Linked DNA regions of Mus musculus: all the other regions are linked to region 4. A link is a contact called in public HiCAR-type and promoter capture Hi-C data. All regions are on one chromosome and are shown on one strand. The core of a region is the stretch at or near the end of the contact, and the rest is flanking DNA. Distances in the headings are between cores, read along the strand shown. Region 1 holds the start of Hdhd5 (haloacid dehalogenase like hydrolase domain containing 5). Region 2 holds the start of Zfand4 (zinc finger, AN1-type domain 4). Region 3 holds the start of Mbd4 (methyl-CpG binding domain protein 4). Region 4 holds the start of Zfp9 (zinc finger protein 9). Region 5 holds the start of Washc2 (WASH complex subunit 2`). Region 6 holds the start of Alox5 (arachidonate 5-lipoxygenase). Region 7 holds the start of Marchf8 (membrane associated ring-CH-type finger 8).

The links. Promoter capture Hi-C pulls out the DNA fragments that hold promoters and counts their contacts. HiCAR-type assays count read pairs that join an accessible place to other places.
Region 1: a promoter capture Hi-C map of hippocampal neurons shows a contact between it and region 4, with 4 times the contacts expected there. The contact joins the promoter of Hdhd5 here to the promoter of Zfp9 in region 4. A contact is called at or near these places in 2 of 39 promoter capture datasets (cranial neural crest and hippocampal neurons) and 1 of 115 datasets of contacts at active chromatin or transcription factors (astrocytes).
Region 2: a HiCAR-type map of astrocytes shows a contact between it and region 4, with 5 times the contacts expected there. The contact joins the promoter of Zfand4 here to the promoter of Zfp9 in region 4. A contact is called at or near these places in 2 of 39 promoter capture datasets (cranial neural crest and liver) and 1 of 115 datasets of contacts at active chromatin or transcription factors (astrocytes).
Region 3: a promoter capture Hi-C map of liver shows a contact between it and region 4, with 5 times the contacts expected there. The contact joins the promoter of Mbd4 here to the promoter of Zfp9 in region 4. A contact is called at or near these places in 4 of 39 promoter capture datasets (the 3T3-L1 cell line, cranial neural crest, hippocampal neurons and 1 more).
Region 5: a contact with region 4 is called in a promoter capture Hi-C map of liver, with 6 times the contacts expected there. The contact joins the promoter of Washc2 here to the promoter of Zfp9 in region 4. A contact is called at or near these places in 4 of 39 promoter capture datasets (the 3T3-L1 cell line, cranial neural crest, hippocampal neurons and 1 more), 1 of 484 Hi-C or Micro-C datasets (uterus) and 1 of 115 datasets of contacts at active chromatin or transcription factors (embryonic stem cells).
Region 6: a contact with region 4 is called in a promoter capture Hi-C map of liver, with 8 times the contacts expected there. The contact joins the promoter of Alox5 here to the promoter of Zfp9 in region 4. A contact is called at or near these places in 2 of 39 promoter capture datasets (liver and pre-B cells).
Region 7: a contact with region 4 is called in a promoter capture Hi-C map of liver, with 6 times the contacts expected there. The contact joins the promoter of Marchf8 here to the promoter of Zfp9 in region 4. A contact is called at or near these places in 7 of 39 promoter capture datasets (the 3T3-L1 cell line, cranial neural crest, hippocampal neurons and 2 more) and 1 of 115 datasets of contacts at active chromatin or transcription factors (astrocytes).

What each region holds. Positions count from the first base shown.
Region 1 is chr6:120,529,635-120,533,500 of GRCm38.p6, forward strand. Hdhd5 (haloacid dehalogenase like hydrolase domain containing 5) reads right to left here and starts at 1,665. Exons shown (of 8, transcript NM_144815.2): 1 at 1,533-1,665. The coding sequence starts at 1,658.
Region 2 is chr6:116,262,728-116,266,317 of GRCm38.p6, forward strand. It overlaps Zfand4 (zinc finger, AN1-type domain 4), which reads left to right and starts at 1,492. Exons shown (of 10, transcript NM_001309446.1): 1 at 1,492-1,585.
Region 3 is chr6:115,851,393-115,855,048 of GRCm38.p6, forward strand. It overlaps Mbd4 (methyl-CpG binding domain protein 4), which reads right to left and starts at 1,949. Exons shown (of 8, transcript NM_010774.2): 1 at 1,745-1,949. The coding sequence starts at 1,818. It overlaps Ift122 (intraflagellar transport 122), which reads left to right and starts at 2,136. Exons shown (of 29, transcript NM_001167763.1): 1 at 2,136-2,317. The coding sequence starts at 2,277.
Region 4 is chr6:118,476,772-118,480,733 of GRCm38.p6, forward strand. It overlaps Zfp9 (zinc finger protein 9), which reads right to left and starts at 2,502. Exons shown (of 6, transcript NM_011763.2): 1 at 2,435-2,502; 2 at 536-653. The coding sequence starts at 550.
Region 5 is chr6:116,206,642-116,210,243 of GRCm38.p6, forward strand. It overlaps Washc2 (WASH complex subunit 2`), which reads left to right and starts at 1,392. Exons shown (of 31, transcript NM_026585.3): 1 at 1,392-1,486; 2 at 1,566-1,688; 3 at 2,313-2,477. The coding sequence starts at 1,566. 9530062K07Rik (RIKEN cDNA 9530062K07 gene) reads right to left here and starts at 1,352. Exons shown (of 4, transcript NR_131013.1): 1 at 1,261-1,352; 2 at 513-616.
Region 6 is chr6:116,458,873-116,462,961 of GRCm38.p6, forward strand. It overlaps Alox5 (arachidonate 5-lipoxygenase), which reads right to left and starts at 2,306. Exons shown (of 14, transcript NM_009662.2): 1 at 2,003-2,306. The coding sequence starts at 2,152.
Region 7 is chr6:116,336,670-116,340,194 of GRCm38.p6, forward strand. Marchf8 (membrane associated ring-CH-type finger 8) reads left to right here and starts at 1,353. Exons shown (of 8, transcript NM_001302383.1): 1 at 1,353-1,546; 2 at 1,717-1,821.

The DNA.
Region 1 (3,866 bases), core at 415-2,914, 2.1 Mb after region 4:
TCAAACTGAGCTAGCAGCCAAGCTGGGGCCCTTTTCATCACTCCTTGGGCTGTTCTGGAATTAAGTGAGGATTCTGGGAGGGGCTGAGGTCTCCATCTGGCCACACCGCTCACATCCCCTGCTTCAGCTTCTGGCGAGTTCAGGTCCACCCCTTGTAATCAGTCTATTTCCTCTAATCGGCATATCTCATTCATACTCAGTGCTCTCTCAGGATTCCTGCAGCCCTTCCCTCAAAAACTCAAAAAATTCCTAGGACTCATGGGTAAATTTCAGAGGGCCCATAGAAGCCCTTACTTTTTTTTTCAGAGTTTTGGTCTGATTTTCTCATCTTACTCTTCCCACAGAGAATCAGCATACAGGTCTGAAAAGCTAAGAGGGTAGGATTTCTCTATAAACACCATGCTTAGACCCCTCTAGGGGTTCAGTAATGGCTGTTGTGTGACCCCAAGGATAGCTGGGACGCACTTCCCTTGAGATAGCAGTTCAATTTCATTTCTGTCCCATTGTGAATCCAAGCAACACTGCTCTGGATCCCTGAAAGCGGGCCTAGTGGCACATGCCTGAAAACCAGCACCTAGGAAGCAGAGGCAGGTGGATGGGTCAGCAAGGACTTTTGGCTAGCCTGGTCTACAGGTCAGTTAGGGAACGTATTGTGGCTTCTCACACAAACACACAACAAATCTATTCACTTATAATTTCAAAATAAGTCGAGAGAAGTGTGTTAGGCATGGTAATAGCACTGTGGTTCAGTGTAAAACGCCTCTTTTAAAGCTTCCCACACAGTTTAGGGTTTAAATAATAAAAACTCCAGGATTTAAAGTATTACAGCCATAAAGCGGGAGAGAGAAGCAGGTGCGCCAAAACGAAGTGATTAGTTGTTTGAAAAATAAAAATATGGAATTCATACTCTCTCATAATTTTTGGAAACTCACATTAAAAAAAAAAAAAATCAAAGCCCAGCAAGAAGGCTAAGCTGTTAAAAGTTTGTTGAACAAGGCTGAAGATGAGTTCCACATAACACACACTGGAAGGTGAGAACCCCAAAGTTGTTCTCTAACCTGCCTACTACTCCTTTCTCTCTCCCTCTCCCTCTGTCTCACATACACACAACACATGATGATGATGATGATGATGATGATGATGATGATGATGATAACAGTTCCTTTGCCTTGATGGCTGCACACCTGAGCCGTACAGTTTACTGGCCATATTCAAACAGTTACCTTTTTAGAAATAAGAATCCGCGAACCCTTACTTCGAGCAGAAGTGGAAACGAATTAACTGCTGAGGCACATTCCTGACGCGCGGGAAGGAGCTGCGAACCCACCCGAGGCTGACCTGGGGTTGGTTTTTCTCCGGACAAGGACTCTTCCAGCGGGTGGAAGGTGCGCACCCGGACACCGCTTCGGGAAGGACGAAGGGTTCCGCGGCTCCACGGTCTCCGGGAGGGCGGCCCCAGGCCAGGATGCTCAGTGGCCCGCACGGCCCTCCCGCCCGCAGGCCCTGCGAGTGCAGACCCCATGCGTCCTCACCTCAGCGCTGCCCGCGATGTAGCCCCTCCGGGGCCCGCAGCCCTGGAGCCCCGCAGACAGGCGCACAGGCAGTTTCCACAGATGGCGCCCGGCGCCGAGAACCCCTAACCCGGCGAGCGCAGCCATCGCGCCCGTCGCGCGCACGCGCAGACTGTGTGTCTCTCCCACTCTCGAGCCCGGTGCCCCCTTCCCACGCACAGCCGAGCAACCAATCAGCGGCCGCCCGCGCAGGGCCTCTCGGGGGTTGTAGTCCGACCGTGGAGCTCGGGCTCGGGTTGCGAGTTCGGAGCGGAGAGCGCGTTCCTGACACTGAATGGCGAGGCTCTGGGTCCCTCGCTTCCCCGAGAGGAGACTTGGGGTCAGCGAGTATCGACTCGCGGCCACCCGTGCTGGGAGGACAGACACCTGACCAATCAGTGCACCTGCTGACTTCCGGGAGCGTGTTCCTCGGCACTTTTTGGAGCTGGGGTGACCGTGTGGAACAAGGCAGCCTAACCTTGAATTGGGGAAGAAGACCATTGTTTTGAGACCTAAATCCTCTGAGCCTCATCCAAAGAATGTTGAATGGCGTGCTGCTTCTTACTCTTTAAAATCTTTTACTCAGTAAACATGCGCGGCAGTCCTACTTCCTGCGGGCTCTGACCCAAAATCCGGGAAGGAAAGATCTCCTTGATTCACACTTGGTAGGGAGGCTGGGATCAGTGTACGAAACAAGGTAAAAAAAAAAAAAAAGAGCACTGTCCCGAGAAGTCAGATAATGGATTCAACAAACATGTAATGTGTACAGCTAAGCACTCTGAGGAGAGAATACGCTTAGGTCAGTGAGCAAGGACAGTGGAAGTCAGTCTGGTCATCCTGACATAGGAGCCTGCTGCAGAAAGAACTCTCTCTTCGCTTTGTTTGAAAGGTGTGAGATGCTCTCTTCCTTAGTCTTTGACCTGTTCCTGGATATAATCATGCCAAAAAAAGTAGTGAGTCGAAGAGAATGGGTTGGAGGGTCAGGAATGCACAAGGACTCCGCGCTAACTCACTTCCGTTGTGTCCATTGCTTCTCAGCTTTGAGGACTAAGATCATAAATCAGAGTAACTGCTGTTGATGAAAAATTGGAAGATGTATTGCCGTTAGTCAAACCCACCATAGCACACAGCACCTAAGCCCAGTCAGGGGATACCCTGTCCAGGTTTGGTTTTTGTTTTGTTTTGTTTTGTTTTGTTTTAACCTCTTCCCGCTTTTCAAATAAGAAACTAATTTAGGAATAGGTGAGGTGGTGGCTCATACCTATTATCCTAGCGCTCCAGAGGCTTGCAGAAGGATCACCCCAAGACATTATCTAGATGATGATGATGATGATGATATAAAGAAACCAATTTAGCAGCCTGAGGGTTTTAAATGTACCCACACTTGTTCTAGTGACAGCCTCCCCTGTGAAAACACATATTTTACCCCTCACCAGATCTTCAGAGCTCAGTCTTCACTCCATCCTGCACTAAGTCTGGATACAACTGGTAATAGGGAGGGTCCCTCTGAAAGCAACAGGATACGTGCATAAAAACATATCTGAGAGAGACAGTGTAAAACACCACAGCTTCTGTCCTGAATGGAAGTTCATTGAATTGTGTAGTCTGGCTCTGTGACTTTTTTTTCCCCAATGCTTTTTTTTTTTTTTTTTTTTTTTTTTTTGTAAAGACTTATTTCTTATATGTAAGTACACTGCAGACACTTCTGTCTTCAGACACTCCAGAAGAGGGAGTCAGATCTTGTTATGGATGGTTATGAGCCACCATGTGGTTGCTGGAATTTGAACTCAGGACCTTCAGAAGAGCAGTCGGTGCTCTTAACTGCTGAGCCATCTCTCCACCCCTTCCCAATGCTTTTCATAAGAAAGTTTTTAAAACAAACAAACAAATAAACAGACAGAAAAACAAACCGGGGACCTTGGGGCAGTGGTGGCACTTGCCTTTAATCCCAGCACTCTCAAGGCAGAGGCAGGTGAATCTCTGAGTTGGAGGTCAATCTGCTTTCCAGAGGGAGTTCCAGAAGAGCCAGGGCCACACAGAGAAACCCTGGCTCACTCTCCTCCTTCCTCTGCCCCCCCTCCCCCGCCAAAAAAATCAATGACTAAAATACTAATGATCCTTTAAATCCTAAAAAAATGATCACTTCAAAACTTACTTAACCAGACCAAAACCTTGCAAAAGTATCTTATGACTTACAGATAAATCATAACGCCCTAATTTCTTTTTTAAAAGATTTTATTTACTTTATGTATATGAGTACACTGTAGCTGTACAGATGGTTGTAAGCCTTCATGTGGTTTGTTGGGAATTGAATTT
Region 2 (3,590 bases), core at 242-2,741, 2.2 Mb before region 4:
TTTGTGGCTTCATGTGTGGGCAGGGAGTGCAGATCGAGCAGTGGTCAGGCACCAGACCTGAAGGGTTTGCTCTGTCGGTGGGTCTGGGTGCTGTGATGGTCTAGCACGTGAAAGGTTATGCATTTATGGGTTCTAAGCCCATGAGAAGAGCTTTCTACTGAATTCCCAAAAAGTGGGTCTGCAATCTTGTAAGGGGAACTGTGGTCCTCTGTTGTCTTAATAATGTGCAGAAAGTTTTATTGGAACACAGCCTCCATCATGGCTACATTATCTGGCTACCCCAGTCAGAATTCAGAAGTGACAGGAAATGGGATTTTTTATCTGTAGGCAAAAATTTGCCTCTCATAGCTTTTGTTTCCTCCTTTGTAAATGGTTTCAGTACTAAAATTGCAAGATTGTTGTTGAGAATAGACCTTTTTGTCTGCCCTTTAAAATGGTAGGTTATGACTGGTGATGTATGGTTTGATGAGGTTATGAAATGTTAAGCTAAAAAAATAAAATTTAAGCGCATCCACTGGATGCTAGAGCACGTGAGTGCTGTGAGTGATCACGATGTCCTGCGCAGGCACTGTCCTCCTAGGCTCTGTTCATGTTACCATCATGGCTCTGGCCTCAATAGAGTTGGAAGTTATCAGCCCAGTCATGGGCTGAGTTTAAGAGCAAGAGGCTGACAAAAGGCCTCACCATACCATCTACCTCAGTCCCGAGGAGTTGAAACTGTGGAGACTAGTGGCTCAGGTCTCGGAGGATAATGAGAGGGTGGGAGAAGACTGATCAGGGCCAGGGTTCTTTTGCAAGTTGACTATGAGGGAGCGCTTTCATGGTCCTCTGCAGTCCTCCTGGTAAAACACTTGAGTTGAACCTCCTATGAAGGAACCGAAGCAGCAGGGGCCCAACCTAGTTGGAAGGCATGTGTAGTCAGAAAGCCAGTCAGTTTATATCCCACTTCAGCTCGGTGCACAGCAAAAGTAGGACGGGATCTGAGCTCAGGTTGAGACTGTTTGACCTATAATCTTCAAATAGTTGCTCAAATGCAAAAGGCATATAGAAATGTTCCCATTTTACAGATGACACAACTGAGTCAGAAATGTTAGGAGAACGTGGAGTACAAGAAAAGGGTGACTAGCATGGACATCCTTTTAAGTGTCCTAGGCCATGAGTAAATAACAAATGCCAAAGACCCTCCTATCCCCAAAGAACCTTAGAAGTGCCCCAGCCACTCTGGTGCCGGCTCTTCCCAGACGCTGTGCCCCGTCTCCAGTCTCCTACCCTGCCCTAGACGGGTCCTGCAACCAGTTATAAAGAGTCAACATACGGGCCAGTTCTAACCGACAACCCTTCCTGAAAGCCCGTGCGACCCCGGCGTCCGAGCAACCGCCAGCCGCGGAAGACTAGGCCCCGCCCCTCGCGAGCTGATTGGAGGGCGTCGGCAGCGCTGATCGGCGATTGGTGAGCGGTGTCACAAAGGGCGGGACCGGAGCTTCGCGGGCCAGCGTAGGCCGGCGTCTCGGGCGCGCGAACTCCTATCCGCCTGCGGGCAGGCGAGCGAGCGAGCGGGCGGACGCGACCACCGGAGGGCGAGCGGGTGAGGGGCGCGGCGGGGCGGGGCGCGGCGCGGCCCGGAGGGAGGGCGGGTGGTGGAAGGGCCTGCTGCGTCTTCGCTGCCCCGGTGCGCCCGCCTCAGCTGCAGCCTGGTCACACCCGTGCTTCTCTGCCTACGGACTCACGGACAAATTGGTCGTACCCGTGGCTCGGGGTGCTGCTGACCCGACTTTGGGTCTGAGTGTGGTCCCTGCTGGTTGTGGCCCCAGGGCAGCACCCCCGCACTTGTGCATCGCTCCTAGGCCAGAGTGTGGTTCTAATCTGTAGCTCGATTTTCACACATCTGTAAAAGGACAAGAGTCACCTTTTTAAAAGGCTGCAACATATTGTGGGTATATTTATGTTGGGGGGAAAAATTAAAAACTAACTCGTCGTGTGACTAAGTTCCTGTGGACGAGAAGGAAGCAAAGGCCAAGGTACTGAAATTACCCCTTGAGTGCAGTTATTGCCGCTTTTGTTGGTTGGTTTTAGACATTTCAAAAGATGAAAGAAATGTTGGAAATTCACTTTGATTTTTCTCTAACAGTTTTCAAGATAAATTAGCAATTTAATCATCGTTTTATTTACTTATATTATTAAACATCACTATACGTTTTTATTGTCAATTGGTTTTCCAGTGCTCATTCATGCATACCACGGGCCACTTTGAGGATGCTTGCAGGCCTCAATGGACCCAGTTTTAGTACGCTAGGTCATTGGCCCACTTGAGCTTCCACTAGGCCATGTAATATTCTGCTGTGGTTTAGCCGGCCAGCACAACCTTTTGTCTTGTTACATTAATTTCCTTTGCTGAGAAGTATGACACAGCCGGGCGTGGTGGCGCACACCTTTAATCCCAGCACTCGGGAGGCAGAGGCAGGCGGATTTCTGAGTTCGAGGCCAGCCTGGTCTACAAAGTGAGTTCCAGGACAGCCAGGGCTGGACAGCCAGGGCTATACAGAGAAACCCTGTCTCGAAAAAAACAAAAACAAAAACCCAACCAACCAACCAAACAAAAAAGTATGCAACACAATTGCTTTCAGATATGGTCACCACCCTCGGTTCTTTTTGTGTATTGGAAATTATGCCACTAACTGGGACCAAACTTCATTTGGGAGTTCTTGTACCACTGATGATGCACCTACTGCTGTGCTGATTTTCTTCTACTTATAGGCACGTTAGTCTCATTTCAGATCTGTGCATTGAAGGATTACATGTTGCCTATGCGTATTTCACTATAATGCTGTTTTTTTTTTCTTTTTCTTCTTATAATGCTGTTGTTTTGTTTTGTTTTTGTGAAATTGCAGATTGAGCCCAGGGCCTAATATGTGCTAGGAAATACCCTATCACCTGGCTTCACATTTACCATGAGTGATGTAAGAGTGAGTAGTGAAATACAAACAGTACCACTGTTGCGTAGTGTACTCTTGCAGCTCTGACCCACAGTACTGGGAGCACAGTCCTTGTGTTGCTGCTGTTGTTTGTTTCTCATTAGTTCATATGTTGTGCAACTCCACTCAGAACAACTGTGCTCTTAGCAACAATGTTTCTTCCTGTGATGCCGTTTTTTTTTTTTTAAAGGAGCGTTAGCTATCTGCATAATTCAAGCTTCCTAAGAATGTTTTATATTAGAACTATGAAAACTCCCCTCTACAGTAGAAGTATCTGTGTATACGTGTTCATCATGATTTATAAGAATTCTGGCGTAGTGAATCAGAATGTGACTCCAGAGGAAACCAGTATCCCTCCACAGTATAATCACTGTGCCATTTCTATGACTATATAGTTGACTGTTAATTTTCTCTAATCTAAGGATTAGTGGAGAAAGGGAGTTGTTTTGAATTGAATTTCATTGAACAACCTTTAATGCACGCTAATGTGTGCAGACGGCTGAAGTGAGTGATAGAGACATTGTCCCTCCCTTACAACGCTTGTAGTTTACCAGCACGGGTGACAGACACAGAAACAGTCCAGTTTTGATGGGTATCATGGGTGGAAAAGATAGTAAG
Region 3 (3,656 bases), core at 699-3,198, 2.6 Mb before region 4:
TTTTGAGAACCAACAACTACCACTTTTGTAAAATAGCATGGCCCTCCAAAAGCTACATAATTTCTGGTAAGAACTTCCAGCTCTCTTTCAGTCTTGATTCTCATCACTTTGTGAGGTTAAAATGTACTCTCATTGGGTGGTGAAGAGATGGCTTAGCTGTTAAGAACACGAGCTACTCTTGCAGAGGTCCTGAGTTCTATTCCCAGCAACCACACGATGGCTCACAATCTTCTAACTGTAATCACATGGGACCTGATGCTCTCTTCTGGTATGCAAGACAAAGCACCCACACCCACACCCCATGTATATAAAACATATATATAACATAAATAAATAAATCTCTAAGAATTATTTTACTCTTATTGACAAATTGTGTGATAACAAAATCAAATCACCTGCAGAGTGGACCCCGAAACCTAGGCCCACCTAATACTTCTCCCATACTGTTATGGGGGGGGGATAGTTCCCACAAAACCTCCAGTGCAGTGGATCTCTTCCCCCTTTAAAGAATTTATTTATTCTTATTTATGAGCACCATGAAGGTGCTGAGGCCTGAATGGACTTAGATCCCCTGGAGCCAAGTTATAGATGGATGTGAGCCTCTGCTGTGGGTGCTGGGAACCAAACCCAGGTCCTACAGAAGAGCAGTAAGTGCTTTAAACAATTGAACTATCTCTCCAGTGTTTAGTACAGTGTATTTTAATCACTAAACTATACATTTTAAAAGTGAGGGGTTGGAGAGATAGCTCAGTGGTTAAGAGCACATATTCCAGGAGACTCCGTACCCACATCAGGCAGCTTATAACACCCTGCCTGCAACTCCAGCGCCAGTGAACCTGACACCTCCTCTGGTCTCCACCAACACCTACGTATATAGACAAACACATAAAGAAAAAAAAGTGGGTCTCTAGAGAGACCTTCTAACCCAACCTACTTTCTACAAATAGGGAAATAGGGACACTAAGCAAGACCTAGAGACTAACCACAATTAGAACCATGGCATTCTTAGATGGAATTTGGCGTTAGGTATCAGCTAGAAGGATCTTATAGGGAGACAAGGTAACTGAAACCTGAGGGAATCCCTACAAAACTGTTAGGTTAACAAAATGGGTCAAAACCCCAGCTCGCTACTTATTATTAGCTGATCTTCCAAAGAGAAAGTCACTTTGAGCTCAAAATCTCCGTTCTCCATCTGTAAAAAGGAAGTAGCATTAAAAAAAAAAAAGTTTTGTTGTTTGCTTTTGAGCCGGGAATCTTATGTACCATAGGCTAGCTTTGAACCCACGACGTACCAGAGACTCATCTTCAACTTCTGATCCTCCTGCCTCCACAGGCAGACGCCGCCAAGCCCGGATATTCGGTGCTGTCGCTCGAACCCTCGGCTTTGTGTTTACTACGTAAACACTACCAACTTAGTTAAATGCCCAGCCCTTAAAAGTGTTTGAGCGCCCAAGTTTTGGGACATGCAAATACGTGCATCATTTTAGCCCGGACACAACAGTAGCTTCCTCTGTGACTTGTCATAGGGCTATTTCTGAGGGTCCCTTCCGGCCCAGGCTAACCTGCTTGCATCACAAAACCTCCCTTGTCCTCCAAGCTCCCCAGTCAGTTCGGCCAAGGAATCGGGTACACCCTAGTCTTGTTCCCACAGGGCGACAGCTCTAGGTGCCACCTTGTGTTAAAGGTTAGGAAGACCCACACAAGAGCGACTCCTCTGAGGCCCGAGAGAGGTTTAATAACTTGCCAGCGATCCCAAGGCGGGTCTGGAACTAGGCTCTCTCCACGGACTCTGTTGTCCCCAAGGTTTGGGCTCTCCATCCCTGCTGCTTTGGTCCACTGGGGCGCAGCTGCAGCTCCAGGCCGAGAGGTGGAGTAAAACACAACTCAAACCACTGAGCCGAATCCAAACACCGACGTGAAAGTCAATCAACCCACACAGCAGCCTTCCCGCCACCGCTTCAGCTACAGATGCCACAGCCAGGGTCCCGCCAATCAAACCCTCTGTCGTCAAGACTCCCCGCCCCACCCACCTTTCCGGACCAATCGCTCGTGTCATACTTACGCTTCCGCCTCCTGCGTCCCTACGCGCCCGGCGCTTCGGCGGAGGAGGTGGGCTCCCTTTTGTACATGCGCACTTGGAGCTTTGGGAAACTCATGCGCGGTTCATTGCGCATGTGCGTTGCTAAGGGTAGCGCAGGTAGCTGAAGTGGTTTGTGGAAAGAAGCCTGTTGCTGCCGAGGCTGGGAGGAGGGGCCCGAAGCGTGAGGGAAACGGCGATGAGGGCCGTGTTGACGTGGAGAGACAAAGCGGAGCAGTGGTGAGGAGCGGGAACTTCGGGGATGGCGGGGAGGCGGCAGGAACCGGCGCATTGCCATGGCAACGGGCCTGCGGCCTGGACCGAGGACTCTGATTCCGTGCCTTCAACTTCCCAATGGAAGAGAAGCTGAGATTCCTGGAGGGGCATAGGGATCATCTGAGGGAGGCTGGAGCAGTTTATACGTCATCATCATCCAATTTCACTTCTCTCTTCTCAAAATTCCTCACCCACCAGTGTTTTCTCAGCTTCCTAACCATCCTCAAAGTGCCCACACTTTTGTTTATCTGACATTCTTTAAATTTCTCCTGTTTTTGTTGGTTTGTTTTTGAGATAGAGCCTCACTTTAAAGCTCTGGTTGGTCTGGAATGCACTATGTTGACCAAGCTGGCGTTGAACTCACAAAGATACATATGCTTCTAGCTCCCCAGTGCCGGGATTAAAAATTTTCGAGCAGGAACAAACAAAACGGTGTGAGTAACTTGCATCTCGGTTCTGAGCATTTCCACCTGAGCTGAGATCTACTGTGTCTGAAACAGGACATTTCCATGTACGGTCAGAGAAACATGTAAGATGCGATCAAGTCAAGACATCTCTTGATTGGGAAGTTTGAGGAGTATTTTCAAAATTAGTACTTAAGAGTGAGCTTAATTTAAAGCTTAATTTTAAATACTGAGGATTAAGGCTTAGTATTTAAGAGCACTTTGGATAAGTTCCAGGACAGTCAAGTCTACACATAGAAACCCTGTCTTTAAAAACAAAAACAAACGAACAAAAAAGAAAAAGAAAAAAATATATAGTAAAAAAAAATATTGGGCTGGAGAGATGGCTCAGAGGTTGAGAGAACTGTCTGCTCTTCAAGCGGTTCTGAGTTCAAGTCTCAGCAACCACATGATGGCTCACAACCATCTATAATGACATCTGGTGCCCTCTTCTGGCCAGCAGGTGTATATGCAGGAAGAATGCTGTATACATGATAAATAAATCTTTAAAAAAAAATCAAAAAGTGTTTTAAAAAGAGAGAATGACAATAGAATGACTCTGTCATCTTAATTAATTTGGTATGATTTGATATCCTATTCTATTTTGTCATTAAAATCCACCAGCCAGGAACACATTTCAGGAAATTCTGGCTTGACTAATTCTCAGCTTGACTCAGAGTCTTCTTAGATGGTCTGGTCTGTTCCCCACCACTGTCTGTCCTGAGACTTTTCCTTGTGAGACCTTTCCTGAGATCCTGAACGTCCCTCAAGGCTGGCTTTGGAGGAACTTGCACAAAGAGCAGCTAGTGCTGACATGATTCCAACACTAGCTAAGACCTTGTGCCCTTTACCTCAGTGTC
Region 4 (3,962 bases), core at 1,252-3,751:
TCCTCCATCATCCCCACTGTTATAAGTGATGCAGGATGGTCATTGGTCTGTATTATTGCTTCTGCACCATTAGTACAAATGCAATTTGCTCATTGATAGCATGACCTTTGGTGGTGCAGGATCCCTTGCAAGGGTCTGGAGGGCACCCGGGGCTCTTCAGACCATGCTTTCAGAACTACTGTTTTATTCAACCCTAAAGGTACTTTCCTAGCTTAATATATTCTCGATCGTTTTAAAGATTGATTTATTTCACGATTTTGTGTGTATGGATGTTCCGTCTGCATGTATGTATGTGTTCCATGTCAATGCCTGGTACCTGCGGGGGTCAGAAGAGGGCATCGGCTCTCCTGGGACTGGAGTAACAGAGGATTTTGAGACACCATGTGGGTGCTGGGAAATCAAACCTGGGTCCTCTGCAACAGCAACAACTGCTCTCATCTGCTGAGTCAACTCTCCAAACCCATAGATTCTCTTTCAAAAACCCTCATTGAATATATGTGTGCACGCACAGAGTTAAGCAAATTAAGGTACCCACCTTGTACTTGGTCATTTTCTGCAGTGTTTTAGAGCGGGGATGGGGAGTGGTGGTGTTCTACCCTCTAAAGTTGGGAGAGTGAAGTCCTAGGAAATCATAGGCCACAGCTCCAGGTCTCCTGTGAGAAAGTTAGAGACAGCATTTTAGTACTGTATACTGAGAAGCTGTCCTGACCCAATCAGAGGGACCAGGATGAAGTACTACTGGCCTCTCTATTGAGCCTTCTCCCCATCCTGATGAGCCTGGGGCGTGTTTGTCTTTGACTAAATCTAAACATTTCTACTGTCTGTTTGAAAAGCATCTGTCTGCTTACTGACTAAGATAAAAGCACCCAACCTGTAAACACCAAAGAACAGATTCATTTCAAAGGAACTGTAACATATGCAAACAGGGGACCTTGGCTGTTTATATTGGAAGTAACATTTTTTTTCTGTTAATATTACATTCCTCCAAAGCTAGAAAGTCATCTTAAAGCTTTCAAATACCAGGCATTTCTTCTCCCTAAATTACAGTTTCTCAAAGCAAAAAGAAAACGGAGCACTTCTTCAAGAACCTTACATGTGATCCATTTTCTCTTATATATGATTCCTTTTGGTTCTGTTGCTATGTCTGCTACCGGCATTGGGACTTAGTTTCAATGCTATTATTCTTAAAGTGAAAGGAATTAAATCATGGTGAATAACCCTCTGTGCAGCCTCCGGTCAAGCCTTGACAGCCACACAACAGGTTTAGATCCCTGTAATTGACTGGCCTCTCAAAACAGGCTGAAACAGGGGGGTGGGGTGAAATTAAATTACATCTTAATGAACTGTTGCATGGCTGCCAAATCTAGCTTTGAAACAAATGAAGCTTTGAAACAAAATTACCTTCAAAAATAGCAATTTGAAGCCACATGGAGTGAGGCACACTTCTAGCCCCAGCACTGTAAAGGCCGAGGCAGGCAGATAGCAAGATTAAGGCTGGTTTAAGCTATAGAACGAGAGCTAGACCAGCTTGGACTACATAGTGAGACATTATTTCAAATAAATACATAAATAAAGTCATTAATTAATTAGACAACAGTTTTAGTACCATATTCCCTAAAAAGGTATATCGTGTATATAGATTAAAAACAAAAACAAACAAACAAAAAACCAAATGCTTAATTCCAGTCAGCCGGGTGCATACCAAAGGCCTAATGTATAAGGCCAGATACAAATGCGCCAATCATCAGCCTTAGGAAATCTCCTTCGTAACAGAGAACACAAATGAACAACAGTTCTCATCTTTTAGATCTGTCTCTGCTGGACGGGGTGGCACACACCTGTAAACCCAGCATCCTGGAGGCTGAGGCAGGAGTTTCAACAGCTCCAAACTAGTCTGGAGCTCCAAGGCCAGATCGACACCCCACCCCCAATCTGTTTTACTTCTATTCCCTTAGAGGGTGAGTGTATATAATTCCCAGATTCTCAGGAAAATTTAATACTGAAAGACCTTTTTTTAAAAAGCAATACTGTACTTCCAAATAACTGTTCAACAGTCTAACAAAGGATAGCTGAGGGATATGGGGAGGGAGAGCCTTAATTAATCTCTCACACTAAGGGATCCAGAGGAGGCTGGAGGAGTTTTAGGAATAGAAGACTCCAGGTATGATCAAGTATGCTTCAAGGCTGTGTCCTCAGCGGCTGCACGGAAAGCAGACGCAGACAGGACTGCGTGGAAGAGACAAGCCCGGCAGAGTTAAACAATAGAGGATTACGACCACCCGCAGGTACTGGGTAAACCAAACAGCCTCTGTGAACAGCTTTGAGGGGCCCAGATGAAAGGACCTGGCTCTGCTGGAAAAGCAGCAGCCCGCCCTGCTTGTTCCACAGCACTCTGCAAGACTGCCCTGCTCCGTGCGCCCTGAGCGATTCTCACCTCGGTGACAGCGGCCTCCGCTGCAGATGCCCGGGGATGGCTGAGAAGCGGGAGGACGCCGACGTGGCGGGAGGACAAGGCGAGTGGGTGCCACGTCACCCGGGCGGTGGCTCAGACCCGCCTGCCTCCCGCTGATGTCCCCTCCTCTCCCCTCCCCTTCCCTCCCCTCCCCTCCCCTCCTCAGCCCGCCCAGCGCGCTCCTCCCGCCGCCGCCCCACAGGATCGCGTGCTCGCTCGCCCGCCCGCCCGCCGCAATCGGAGAACCCCTCAAATCGGGGGATGCCGCGGGGCTCGGTGTCCCCCGCAAGACGAAGGACAAAAGTTCCTCAGCTGACAGGCGAGGGCTCTGCCCATGCGCCTAACGGCCCTCCTTTCTGGACTACGCTTTCCAGAAGCCTCCGCGATGACTCCGTGTGTGATCACGTTATGAAGTTTGGCTCTGAGTACCTCACTGTTGAGCGCTGCGCTGCTTCCCTAAGGCCTGATCTTTAAGGGGATGATTGAACAAGCAATGGGCACCCTGCGGAGTTAGACAGAAGGCCGTCAGAGGGTGCGCAGTGTGTACGGTGGGGTAGCTTAAATACTTGAAGTTTACATCCAAGGAGCTTGCAATTTTGTCTTAGGATTACTACCTTTCAAAACTATGTAAACGATAACACGAAACGCGAGAAACTAAAAAAATATGTACAGTATATATAAACCAAAAGAATACACCAAGTAAAGTGCCCTACATGTTAGTCCCCGCCTCCCCCTGGCCAAATTTTTAAAGTTGTATCCTACCGATGCAGAATGCCATTCTTATCCTCTCACTAAGAACGATGTCCTGAATATGTAAAACAACTTGTATATGTCCTTGGCCATAACTTTAGTCCGCACTGTACTAACCTTAGAAATATGGAAATATTACATTCTTCATACGAAAGTTACAATTTTTACACATAAATGTATACATATAGCATATATGGTGCCAGAGCTTTTAAGATCAACGACTGAGCCCCGGGCAGCCATAAGGACTCAGACTCATTGACTGGTCCTCAAAAGGCCAACTTAAGAGACAAGGGGACCAAACAGCCTGCAAGGTTCAGGATAAAGGTATTGTTGGCACAGAAACACAGCTCTTGCCTCTAAGGGGATAACTCTAAGGGGTTATTGTGAACTGAACATAATGATGGTCCTGGAACATAGACTTAGGGCACCCCAAATTTCCTTTTCCAACGTGCAAGCTGCTTCCCGGGGCTGTTTTATTTTGTGTATATGGGTTTGGGCCTGCATGTCTGTGTATCATGTGGGAGACATGCATGATGAAGCCAGAAGGGGGCATCTGATCCCTTGGAACTGGAGTGACGATCAGTCGTGAGCCATAATGTGGCACTGGGAAATGAACCCCTGGTCCTCTGGAAGTGGACCCAGCACTCGTCACCTCTGCCCCATCTCTTTGGTCCCTTCACAGAGCCTTCAGAGTAATAGAACAGAAGAAGTCATCAATGAGGACACTCACACACACTGGCGGAAACAATAGATGGGCAGG
Region 5 (3,602 bases), core at 142-2,641, 2.3 Mb before region 4:
AACTAAGACAGCCACCTTAACCCTAACCCCCAAAATAGCACCATAACCACAATGTTAATCATAACCCTAAATCTAATGTCTATCTATAACACCTGCTCACCCTAACAGCAACACAGATACAATCACACTAATGCTACAGAAACCAACCTGAGCCTTTACCCTGGCTTTACTAGTTCACAGCTGACTACTTGCTCATAAGCAGTTAACTCCCCATTCCCTTCTTTCCTCAATCCCTGGCCCCCACCAACCTACTTCCTCTCTCTGGATTGATCCATTCTGGATATTTCATATAAATAGAATAACCTGTGCTCATGTATATGACTGACCTCTTTCAATTGAAGTATTTCTAGGTTAATTCATGCCCTATCATATATCAGCATTTTATTTCTTTTGGTGAATTGCGTGGTTCTACAGCATTTTGTTTATCCATTCGTCACCTGATGGACATTTAGATTGCTTCTGCTTTCTGGGTATGGATCAACACTACAGTGAAAATTCTTGCAGATTTTTACCTGAGCAGGTTTTCATTTGTCTTAGTTGCATACCAAAGAGAAATCTTTAATGAGGTTTCAACGGAGGTGGCCACAAAGCAAAATCTGAAAGTTGGAAAAATAATCTGCACAGGAGAAATGATAAGATCTAAGGTGAGCACTCACCATATACCAGGCACTATCTGTTTTAACACCTATTATCGCTTCTTTTTTATTTTTATTTTTCGAGACAGAGTTTCTCTCTGTGTAGACCAGGCTGGCCTCGAACTCAGAAATCCGCCTGCCTCTGCCTCCCAAGTGCTGGGATTAAAGGTGTGCGCCACCATGCCCGGCTGTATTGCTTCTTTAATATGCAGAAGAAAGCTTATAGAAGAAGCTAAGTAACTTGTTCTCGGGCACACAAAAAGGAAAGATAAGGGGTTATTTCTAAAAGTCAGTCTGGGCAAGACCAACTCAGAAAGGGGTCTGTTCACAAGGAAGTGCTAGTGGACAGCCAGGGGAGCTTTGGATTTCGATTTCTACCCCTCCACCTCCCGGCCTTGAATCTCAGCTGAGGGTTTCAAGAATTTCAAGCGGATCCACATTGAACTGAAACCAAACCGGTTAGCAGATGTACACATTGAGGGTCACTGTGGCCCTGGGCTAGTCTCACATCACATGCATAATCAATAAAGCCGCCGCACATCCAGGAAGTCGTCCTCCGCTCTCCTTCCTCTTCAGCTCCCACCTGGTAGGCCACGGGACTCCTCAGCATGGGCCCCACTGGTACCTTCCGCCTCTTTCGCACTAGCTGGCCGCTTAAACACCTTCTCTCTGGTCAAACCCAATTACCCAGGAGCTACTAACCCATAGCTCCCGATCAGAGGCTGCGCCCCAGGTCACGTGAGGACACCATCACGTGACGTGAACCATGTGATTACCACCGCGCTGGGTGGGCAGTGTAGTAGCCACTCCCGTAGTCACTTTGGAGCTTGCTGAGTGGCGGTGTCATCGTGGTGAGGACGGCGGCCCAGGAGGGCAGGGCTGGATCCTTCGCCCCAGACTCAGCTCTTCTTTTTGTCCTTCTCGCTGTAGATGAACCGGACGAGCCCCGACTCGGAGCGGCCTCCGGCATCCGAGCCGGTGTGGGAACGGCCCTGGTCGGTGGAGGAGATCCGCCGCAGCAGTCAGAACTGGTCTCTGGCGGCTGACGCCGGTGTGAGCGGGGGACCCGGGGCCAAGGGAGGGACAGAGTTGTAGTTACCCCTCCTCGGGGACACGCTTCCTCCAGTATTCAAAGGCGCAATCTCAGACACCGGGGAGGGCGGCCCTGTGGGCTTCTACCCAGCACTCTGCCGCGCAGACGCGGGTTTCCTTCCGTGCAGTGGCTTTTCAACCTTGCCCTCCACGCCATCCTGCTGAGCAGATTCTGTTTCTGCCCTCTCCAAGGACTGCTTTGTCTCTACGGAGGCCCTTCTGTATTAGAACTGGGGCTAAATGGGGCAGCACATATTTTTGAGTAGATCTGCTCACTTCGGGACCTAAGAGCTCAGAACTTTCATACAAGTGGGATTTGGGGTGTTTTGTCACACTATGTGGTCTCTGGAGCGTGACAACCAAACAGGGCTTTAAATCCCTGTAGAAATGTGATACTGGTTTTGTGTTCTGGACAAACTTATCTGATGAGCTTTCTTAATGCTTTCCAGGGTCACCTGACCTTAGATCAACAGTATCATCCCTTTTTCTTAACATAGGGGCAAAAGGGGAGGGGTTTTTTGTTTGTTTGTTTTGCTTTAAATCACATGTAGTGTTGATACTTGTGTATGTTTCTTTTCAAAATAGCTACTACAGTTTCTACAGGAATTCTCACAGCAGACTATCTCCAGGACTCATGAAATCAAGAAGCAGGTGGATGGATTAATTCAGGAGACCAAAGCCACACATTGTCGTCTGCATAATGTGTTCAATGACTTCCTCATGCTGTCTAATACCCAGTTCATTGAGAATGTGAGTTGTTTTATGGTATCTGACTTTCGAATAATCCCTTTTGGGGAGTAAGAACTATTGTCATTTATAATGATAATAAGGTTCTCTTCTAAGTTTTGGTGGATAGATTGGTTCTTGGTAACTGAAGCTCCTTTCTCTGAAATCAGTGTCTTTTATCAGTAAAGTTCATGGGTTTTACAAACCTTTAAAAACATCTAATAATAAGGTTTGCCTCGTGCTGGTTTTTCTGTTTTTAGTTTTGAGGGCAATTACCATTTGAGCAGAGTTGTGTGCCTCTCAAAAAAGCCACTGTGCTCATTCAGTATGGTCAGCTCTAAGCCTGGCTTGGCCTCACGTGCCCCACTTTTGCCTTCAGTCCCTAGAGACTTTATGTAGGTCCATCATGTCTCCCTCAGTTGTGTAAGTGAATGCAGATGTCTGCTTTGCATTTCGTCATCTACAGTTTTCTTTTTCTTCCTTTTCTTTTTTCTCCTTCTGTTTGTTTGAGACAGGGTTTCTCTGTGTAGCCCTGACCGTCCTGGAACTCACTCTGTAGACCAGGCTGGCCCGGAACTTACAGAAATCTACTTGCCTCTGCCTCCCAAGTACTGAGATTTAAGGTGTGGGCCACTACTGTCCCGCCAGCACCAGTTTTTCAATTTGGATGAATATATGACACAGAGTCACCAGTACAAATGCTGCTGGCCTTTAACTAAAGTGTATGTGAATTTTGTTTTCATAGTGAGTTCCTGCAATCTGCTAGGAATACACAGATAAATTATCTTGGTAGAATTACAATAGAAAAGACGCAGGCATGCCTGGAGCCATCTAGCAAAGGGAAAGGAATGTATTGAGAACAGGGGGTGGGGTGGGGGGCTGTGGGGGGAGCTTAGTTCATCTGATCCAAGAATATTTTTCTGAATTAATTTGTAGAAAGGCATTGGGGGGGGGCGGTTGTATTTTTTTTTTTTTTTTTTTTTAGCAGCTCAGGATTAGTTCTGACTAGTGTAGAACTTGCTATATAGACCAGGCTGGCCTTGAATTTGGAGAGAAATTCTCACCTCTGAGGTTACAGGCTTACAGCCCTACACCCAGCAGTGAGAAGAGAATTACTCAAGTCCACAGCATCCTGAAATTATTAGATGA
Region 6 (4,089 bases), core at 1,056-3,555, 2.0 Mb before region 4:
ACACTTCCCTTAAGGTTTCTTTTCTACCTTTACCCAAAAGGGACATCTGGACTTTAAAGATACACTGGCCACAGAATGAGGAAGTGGCTCTGGACTGTGCAAGACAAAGTATGGAGTAACTTTGCATCAACAGGAACTTTCTCAAAGGCTGTTTTCTTTTTCTTTTTTTAAGGCTCTTTTTGCATCCAGCCAGAAGACAGCAGTTCACTTGAGCTGTGGTTCCCTCCCCACAATGGAAATATGTATGCAAATCTCTCCTGAAATTTGCCTCTGGGGTTCTTGCTAAGGTGTTAAATTAATGTCACCTGAATGACTTTTCAGGTTGGGAGGCAGGACAGAAAGGCAAATGATGAACAGGACAGGCCTCTTACTTCCTGTCCAGTCATTTATGATGGCCACATTGCCATTCTCCTCCTGGAGGAAATGACACATAAGGTGTCCTGTGCTGCACCTAGACTGAACCCACTGATAGCTAGATTTGTGGAGAAGGCCCCCTGTAGTCCATTTATAAAGAGGAAGCATTCTGTCCTCTCTTCCTCCCCCTGTATACTGGGAGAAGCCCCAGTTACTGAAAATAAACACAAGTGCTTTGGAGGTTGCACAGGGTGTCAGCATCCCAAACGGATGCCATGCTTGGTCTTTGGCAGCACCATTCTCTGGCCAGCTCTGGTGAAACTGAGCAAAAGATGCCATTCTGAGGTCAACACCCACGCTTGCTTGTTCAAGCCTGGTTAGAAGCTTGCTAATCAGGGCAAAGTACCAGGTCCCAGGATAGGAATGTAAGCGTCGTGCTTAGAGTTTGGGACCCAGAAAAGGGCTTAACTATCATTTCCTTGGTTTAGGCTGAACAGATCTATCTAGTGGAAGCATATGAAATTGTCATTGTGCTTATCACAAATGGTTAATTCTAAGCAAGTTCATGTGGGTCGACTCAATAGTAAACTAAATGATAAGAAGGCAGCCTGGTAAAATCAAACCTAAGCCTAGTTTAGACCTGGAGGTAGTAGAAGGAAGAGGAACCCCCCACCCCCACCCCAAGGGTCTGCAGCGTGCCTGTCTATTACAGACTCACTTACTGAGCAAGTCTGATGTACTAGGCACTTAGTGGGTCACTGAAAACCATGACCTGCCTGTGTTAAGAGAAAGTCATGGGGCTAGACTTTACACACCAGCAGCATCCAAACGGAATGGCCTCCCACAGTGCCTGTGGGGCTGCCAGACTCCAAAGTCTGTATTAGGAGGGAAGAAAGGAAATCTTTCTTCCTTTTTTCCTTCAGAAGCTAATACTCAGGGAGGAAGTGTCCTCTTGCACGCACCCTGCTGACAGTCTTTCCAAAGGCTGCTCGGGCCAGACCTTCCTTCCTTTACATTCCTCCACTGGGACTGAGTGCAGGAAATGTAGGGTACCTAAGTGTGGGGGGCAATCCCTGGACTCATTCCTAGCCCCCAAATGGGACTGGGCTCCCTCATGACTCATGGGTAAGATTAAACCTAACCAATTTTTAGTTTGGTAAACGAAGGTCCACAGTAGGGATAGAAGAGTGATTATGCCCAAGTTGACTCCCGATCCTGGATCTCTGACTTACCCTGGACTTACACTGTCTACACAAAATGGCTAGCTGTCGAACAGGGCTTTCTATGCTTTGCAGTGGTACTGGACTCTGGGGCACTAGGACCTCAGAACTCCCGAGGTGAAGGGGCCTCTCACAAATTCTGGGTCCTGTTGGTGAAAGTTTGTGCCATCTCTCACATAAGAGGCCAGCCACATCAGTCCCCCACATTGGAAGTCATTTGTCCCTTAAGATACCCGAGTCATCAGGAAGTCTAGGGTGCCTCGCTTGCCCTGGCATGCACCGACTCTGGCGCTGCATCAGATCCCCAGATGCGCTCACATAGGGTCACGAGCGCGCTGGGACAGACAGTTCTCAGGTGCCTGCCTGTCCTGCCCCGCCGCCCTCCCGCTCTTTGCTGCCAGCCGTCGGTCCCAAGCGCGCATTCTCACCGCGCCCCGTTCGAAGTCATTGTAGAATGCCTTGTCCAGCAGATGCTTCTCGCTACAGCCCGCAGAGCCAATGAGGCTGAGGTAGATGTAGTCGTCGGTGCCCGCGAACCACTGGCTGCCGGTGGCCACGGTGACCGTGTAGGAGGGCATGACTCCGGGCAAGTGAGTGCTGCTGGTGTGGGAGCAGGAGCCCGCGAAGCTCGGCGTGGCAGCCCACCAACTTCTTGACCCTGTCACTCGCGGCAGCTCCCTGCCACAGTGGCCAGCAGCGGGCCAGCCTTGCGCTTGGGTCTGGCTCCACCCTGCGACCGGCCCTGCCTTCAGGCGCTGGCTCCGCCCCTGTCTCTGGCCAGTCCCAGGACCCCACCTTCCAACGCATCCTTCTCTCCTGTGGCACTGGAGGGACAGTGATCTCTGATAGGCTGAAGCCCTTGTTCCTCTGCCCCATCTCTACCTAGCTTTTATCCCTCATGCATTTTTGTTTTCATTAGTCAATTAATCCCTTATTTCTTCCATCTTTATGGCTTCTTGCCTGTTTCAGTGTCCCTCACTGTCAGCTCAAGAACTACCTGTGTCCTCATTCAGTTGCAGCACACAGCGTATGCAATAGTTACACTTAGAGCAGGGGGTCTGAAGCCCACAAGGAGAGTACCTGTAGCTCCACGGTGGACCCCAAGGAAACTTGAATGTTGGTTTCTTCACAAAATGAGTAAACCTTCTCTCTCTGGGCAAGGTACTGGGAGGCGCGGGGTGGGAGCAAACTTGGGGGAAATGGTTAGTGGTACTGGGAACCAGCCTTAGAAAGTAGTGGCCCGAGTGGGCGACTCCTAATCTGCACCTGTGGGACTGTCTGGAACTTTAATGGCATGCTTGCTGAGAGCGGACTTGTGATGGGAAAGGAGGTTGTCTTGTCCGGAGATGGCTTAAGGAGTTGGTTAAGACTGAGAGTCTTAGGGAAGAGTGGGATGCTCTTCAGTGAGAGCCTACCTGTGCATTTTGGGTAAAGGTAGAAAAGAAACCTTAAGGAGAGTGATTGCTGGAAGGTGAGGAGGGCTATCCCACTGTGCTCAGAAAAGCATAACATTGTTGCCATAGAGAGAAGGGAAAGCAGCTGGTCACTAGAAGGTAGGCGGTCAATGCACCCTCCTTAATTTACAGTGGAACAATGGGCAGCATTAATTTGTCTGTAATAAACTGTGCTACTACTTCTTGGTTATTTTTTTCCATTCTGCTTTTCCTGCCCTCCAGTTGATTGGATGGGGCTCACCTAGCAAGTGAGACAATGTATAACAATTAAATCTACAAAATCCTTCGATAATACCCTGCTCATGTTGGATGGAATGACTACATTCCATACATTGGTCATGCCACAGTCTAAGTGAGCTCTCTTCTGAAATTTTGAATCTTCTAATTTCCACAGATCCTTGGCACATTCCCTTCCCTTCTGGGTGGTTTCTCCTGCCTTCCTTCTGTACCTCTAGATCTTGTGCAAACTCCTTCCCAGATGTTGTTTCTTCTGTGAATCTGTTTGCCTCTCTTTGACTGCTACCCTATCACCGCTGCTCACACTTACTGTCACATTGTCATCTGTCCCAAGGGGATCTGCTCTGTCGTCATTTCTCCCATCATATTATGAGCTGCTTGGGGGCTGGGATTGTGTTTTGCTCATATCCTAGTTCAGCACACTGTGAGGTACAGAGAAGCTGGACACAGGCCTTAGTTATTGTTAGTCCTCTGTTATTGGGGAACCTGTAACTTGCCAGGAAAGCAGGTGTTTGTGGTTGGAAAAGCAGAAGGGAAGGGAAGAGAGAGGACCAGCCCTTACTTCCCCTTGCTGGTGGCATGATTACCTGACTCATGCAGCGGCGTGTCTGTGAGAGCCCTGGACCCTCTGCAGTCCAGTGCAATGGCAACAGGATGAACCTGCCCCTTCTCCCTTCAGCCGGACAAAGCAGACCTGGCTTCTGCTGGCCAAGGAAGTGACTGAAAACGTATCTGAGTAGTCACTTTCCTCTACAGGTGTGGACCACACCTAATTTTAGACAGCTTAAAAAAAAATACAGAGAATCACAGTCAGACATTCCGCA
Region 7 (3,525 bases), core at 103-2,602, 2.1 Mb before region 4:
GGCCACGAGGCTTCTTGCATTGAGCAAATGGTCACCTCAAAGCAACTGCTTTTTTTCTTTATTTTAGCAGCTTTACCTTCTAAGTACAGAGGTTTCTTCCCACTTCCTGTTTGTTCCCTTGTTTGGACAGATGCAAGATTTTGGTCTCAGGACTCAGAGCTTTGTTTTAGATGAAGAGAGGCTTCAGAAATCTCTTGGGTAGGGAATCCTTGTGTTAGGAGACTCTAGCTTTGCCTAAATAATATTTCCAGCTCCACAACTACTCAGACACTTCTAGAACTTGGAAATCTTTGTCACTTCGGATGGCAGGCTCCCACACCCCCAAATCACTTAATTGACTCTTCTTGCCCATGTACGACACTAATGGAAGTTTAGTCCTGCCTTATAGGAAAGCCTGCCACCAGGGCAGGAGGATTCTCTCAGGTTGTAGCTGCTGCTTCCCACAGCAAAAATCTGCACGAAAAAAATTCACCATTCCATCTTCTAGATGAATGTTGCTTTCAAGGTGATCTACAGGAATGGACCCATTTTTTGCTTTGCTACATGGATCCAGATGTTTTGTCTCCTGACAGTTTGCTCTCTAAACAGCATAGTATGCAAACTGACCAGCATATTTGAGTATGCTGAGTAACCTGATTAGCTAAACCAACAGACTTACTTCTAGACAATAGAAAATCGTGGAGTACTGCAGGGATTGCCTTACAAATCTCTCATGAATTTAAAAAAAAATACCTTGAATGTACCGTGTAATAAAGATTATTGGATAAATAAAACTGCCAGTGGCCAAAACCTCTCCTTCTGTAAGATGTGACTTAGGAAAATTAGAATGTCAAGAAATTGTAAAAGTTAGGAATGATAGCTTCTGAGAGAATCTTTGGGTCCAACCAACAGTACTGTGGTGGGGACAAGTCACAACACCAGTGTACAGGTATAATCAGGGATGAGTTTAATGTAGACAAAGTAGAGTCAAATACGTCTTGTCTACATGGACAGAAATATCCTCATAAAAATTATGAATACCATATTTACATATCCATACCATATACACTCAGAGTCTCTCTAGGTTAGGGAGTGAGAGAAAAAACAAAACAAAAAACCCTGCTCGTCCATACACACAAACGTTTTACCGCGTAGTTCTCGCTCCCACTTCATTTGCTAGCGCACCGGAAGGTTTACCTTTCTCTACACTGAGAAGGTGAAGCCGGGCGGAGTCTACCAGCAGCCTCACCCAGCGCCAGTCTACCAGGCGGCCGCCGCCGCTACCCCGCCTTCCCAGCGCCCCAGGTCGCCAAAGCAACGCTTTTAGCCTGAGGCGCGGCGGGGCACGTGACCGGCGCGTCACGTGACCGGTCAGTCGGCGTCCTCTCGCTGGGTGGTGTAGGCTGCGCGCTGACCCAGCGGCCCTGCTGCGTCCGGCCCGGGTCATGCAGGAAGCGGGCCGCGCGTGGAGCTCCGCGCCCACCTGAGCTGCTCGCGCCGAGGTGCGGCGTGGCGGGGCCGCGCGCTCCGGGCCACCAGGGGTGTGGCCGCTGGGAGGCCGCGACAGGTGGGTGCGCGGAGGTCTCGGGCCGGGGAGAGGCCGCGTGCTGCGGGGCGGGGTCCGGTCACCCTATCGGCGGGCGGCCGAAGGTCTCGGGCTCTCTCAGGTGAAGTCCTGCCCGGGCTGGGCTGTGAGGGCGCGCACCGGGCAACCCTCCCTCCCTGCCTCTGCTTCAGTCTCCGCGTCCGTCCGAGATGGAAGTGTGGATTCCTGGTGTCTGAGTGCCTGACGTGGCGTCTGGACGGTGCTGCTCTAGTAGAAGCGCTGGAGGCAAAGCGTAGGTAGGCTGCTTTACATTTTAATCGCCGCCCATTTGCTCGTCTTTAAAAATGTTTTTTTTTTTTTTTTGGACTCCTTCATCTGAGTCAAGTTTTTTTAAATAGGGAATTTATTAGGGGAGGATTATAATGGCTCACGTTCTTCTCACGTATCTTTAACGCAGCTAAACCTCCCTTAAAAAGAAAACACGCTTCTCTGAAAGCCCATTTGAAAAAAAAAAAAAAAAAAAAAACAACAACAAAGGAAGAAAGAAAGCCAGCCCTTTTCTGCTTCTTTGTCTCCCCCACGTAAAGACACACAGTGGTCATACAGCTGTCAAGATTTATTATGAAGTGGTTTTTTTTTTTTTTTTTTGTCGTTTTATGTTTTTGTTAATTTGATGATGTCTCAAGATACGTATGAAGTATGGCCCTTCCCATTATTTTTTTTTTTCTTTATTTTGTTCGATTATATGTTATGCAATTAGAGAAATAATAAATATATAACTTATCTCTTGGAAAAAACAGCAGTATTTCTGATCAGCCCCAGGAGGGACTGCAATCGTGCTTCTATATAGTAGACTTCACATGTACTTGCTTGGTTAGTTACTCAAAATGGGAGTGGAATACTTCATTTAGAATACTCAAATCACGTGCTGTGAAAAAGAATGTATGAACTATACATGGAATGATGTGGACACTTTTTTTTTTAAAAACTAAATGTTGAAAATCTGAAGCAAGAAAATTTTGCATTTTGAGAGATTCAGTGTGTGAGACCCTATGTTCAATAAAATCAAACGAAATATCCTGTTGGATGCAGTGAATGAGGGTATGCAGAGTGTGAAATTACTGAGGAAGTTAAAATAAAGAGCCATGTGTACTTTCCTAACTTCTTGTTTCTGGAGACTTTATTGATAAGAGATGTACTGAACTTTGATGTTAGCAGGGAAAATCGCTGGGCACGGTGGCGCACTGTGATCCTGGCAGTGGGAAGATAGAGGCAGAGAACACATTTTAAAAAGTTTGTCCTTTGTGAGGAGGTGGCTGTTGGTCGTCTAATGTCTGTGACACCCAGGTGAGGTACATTGTCTTTTCCAAGACAACTCCCTCCTTTACCTTCTCTTTAAGTATAGGCAGACGATGAAACTGTGTTGCATGTCTTGGCTACATCCAGGATTGTCAGATGAAACACACGATTCACAATTAAATATGAATTTTAGGTAAACACAAAATATGTGGAATGTACCTAAACTAAAAACAAATTTATCATTTATTTGAAGACAAGGTTTCCTTGCTTCTTGTTGCTAAATGTGAGTGTTTTAAGTCCAGCATGGCTATGTCATTTAAACCAGCATTAGGAGAAATTAGTTCAAGGCCCAGACAGGATGGAATAGATTCTCTTGTTAAGCTTCCCTGTTGGGGGCTGCAGATGTGGTTCTGTAACAGGGGGAACGCGTAGCACGCACAGGGCCTTTGTCCAGTCTCGGATAACAAAACAATCAACCAGTGGGAGCGAGAAATGAAGAGCCCTCTTTACTGTTGGGTGAGCCATCTGCTTGAAGGGCATCTTCTGTCACAGGAGTTCTGTCCCTCTTTTTCCTCTACCATGTTCTGTTTCTTCACTTTTCTTTCTGAGGATTAAACACAGGCTCTCACACAAACCAGGTAACTGCTCTGTGACTGGTTCTGCAGCCCACAGCCCGTTGTTTATAACGTCCCACGTGAGTA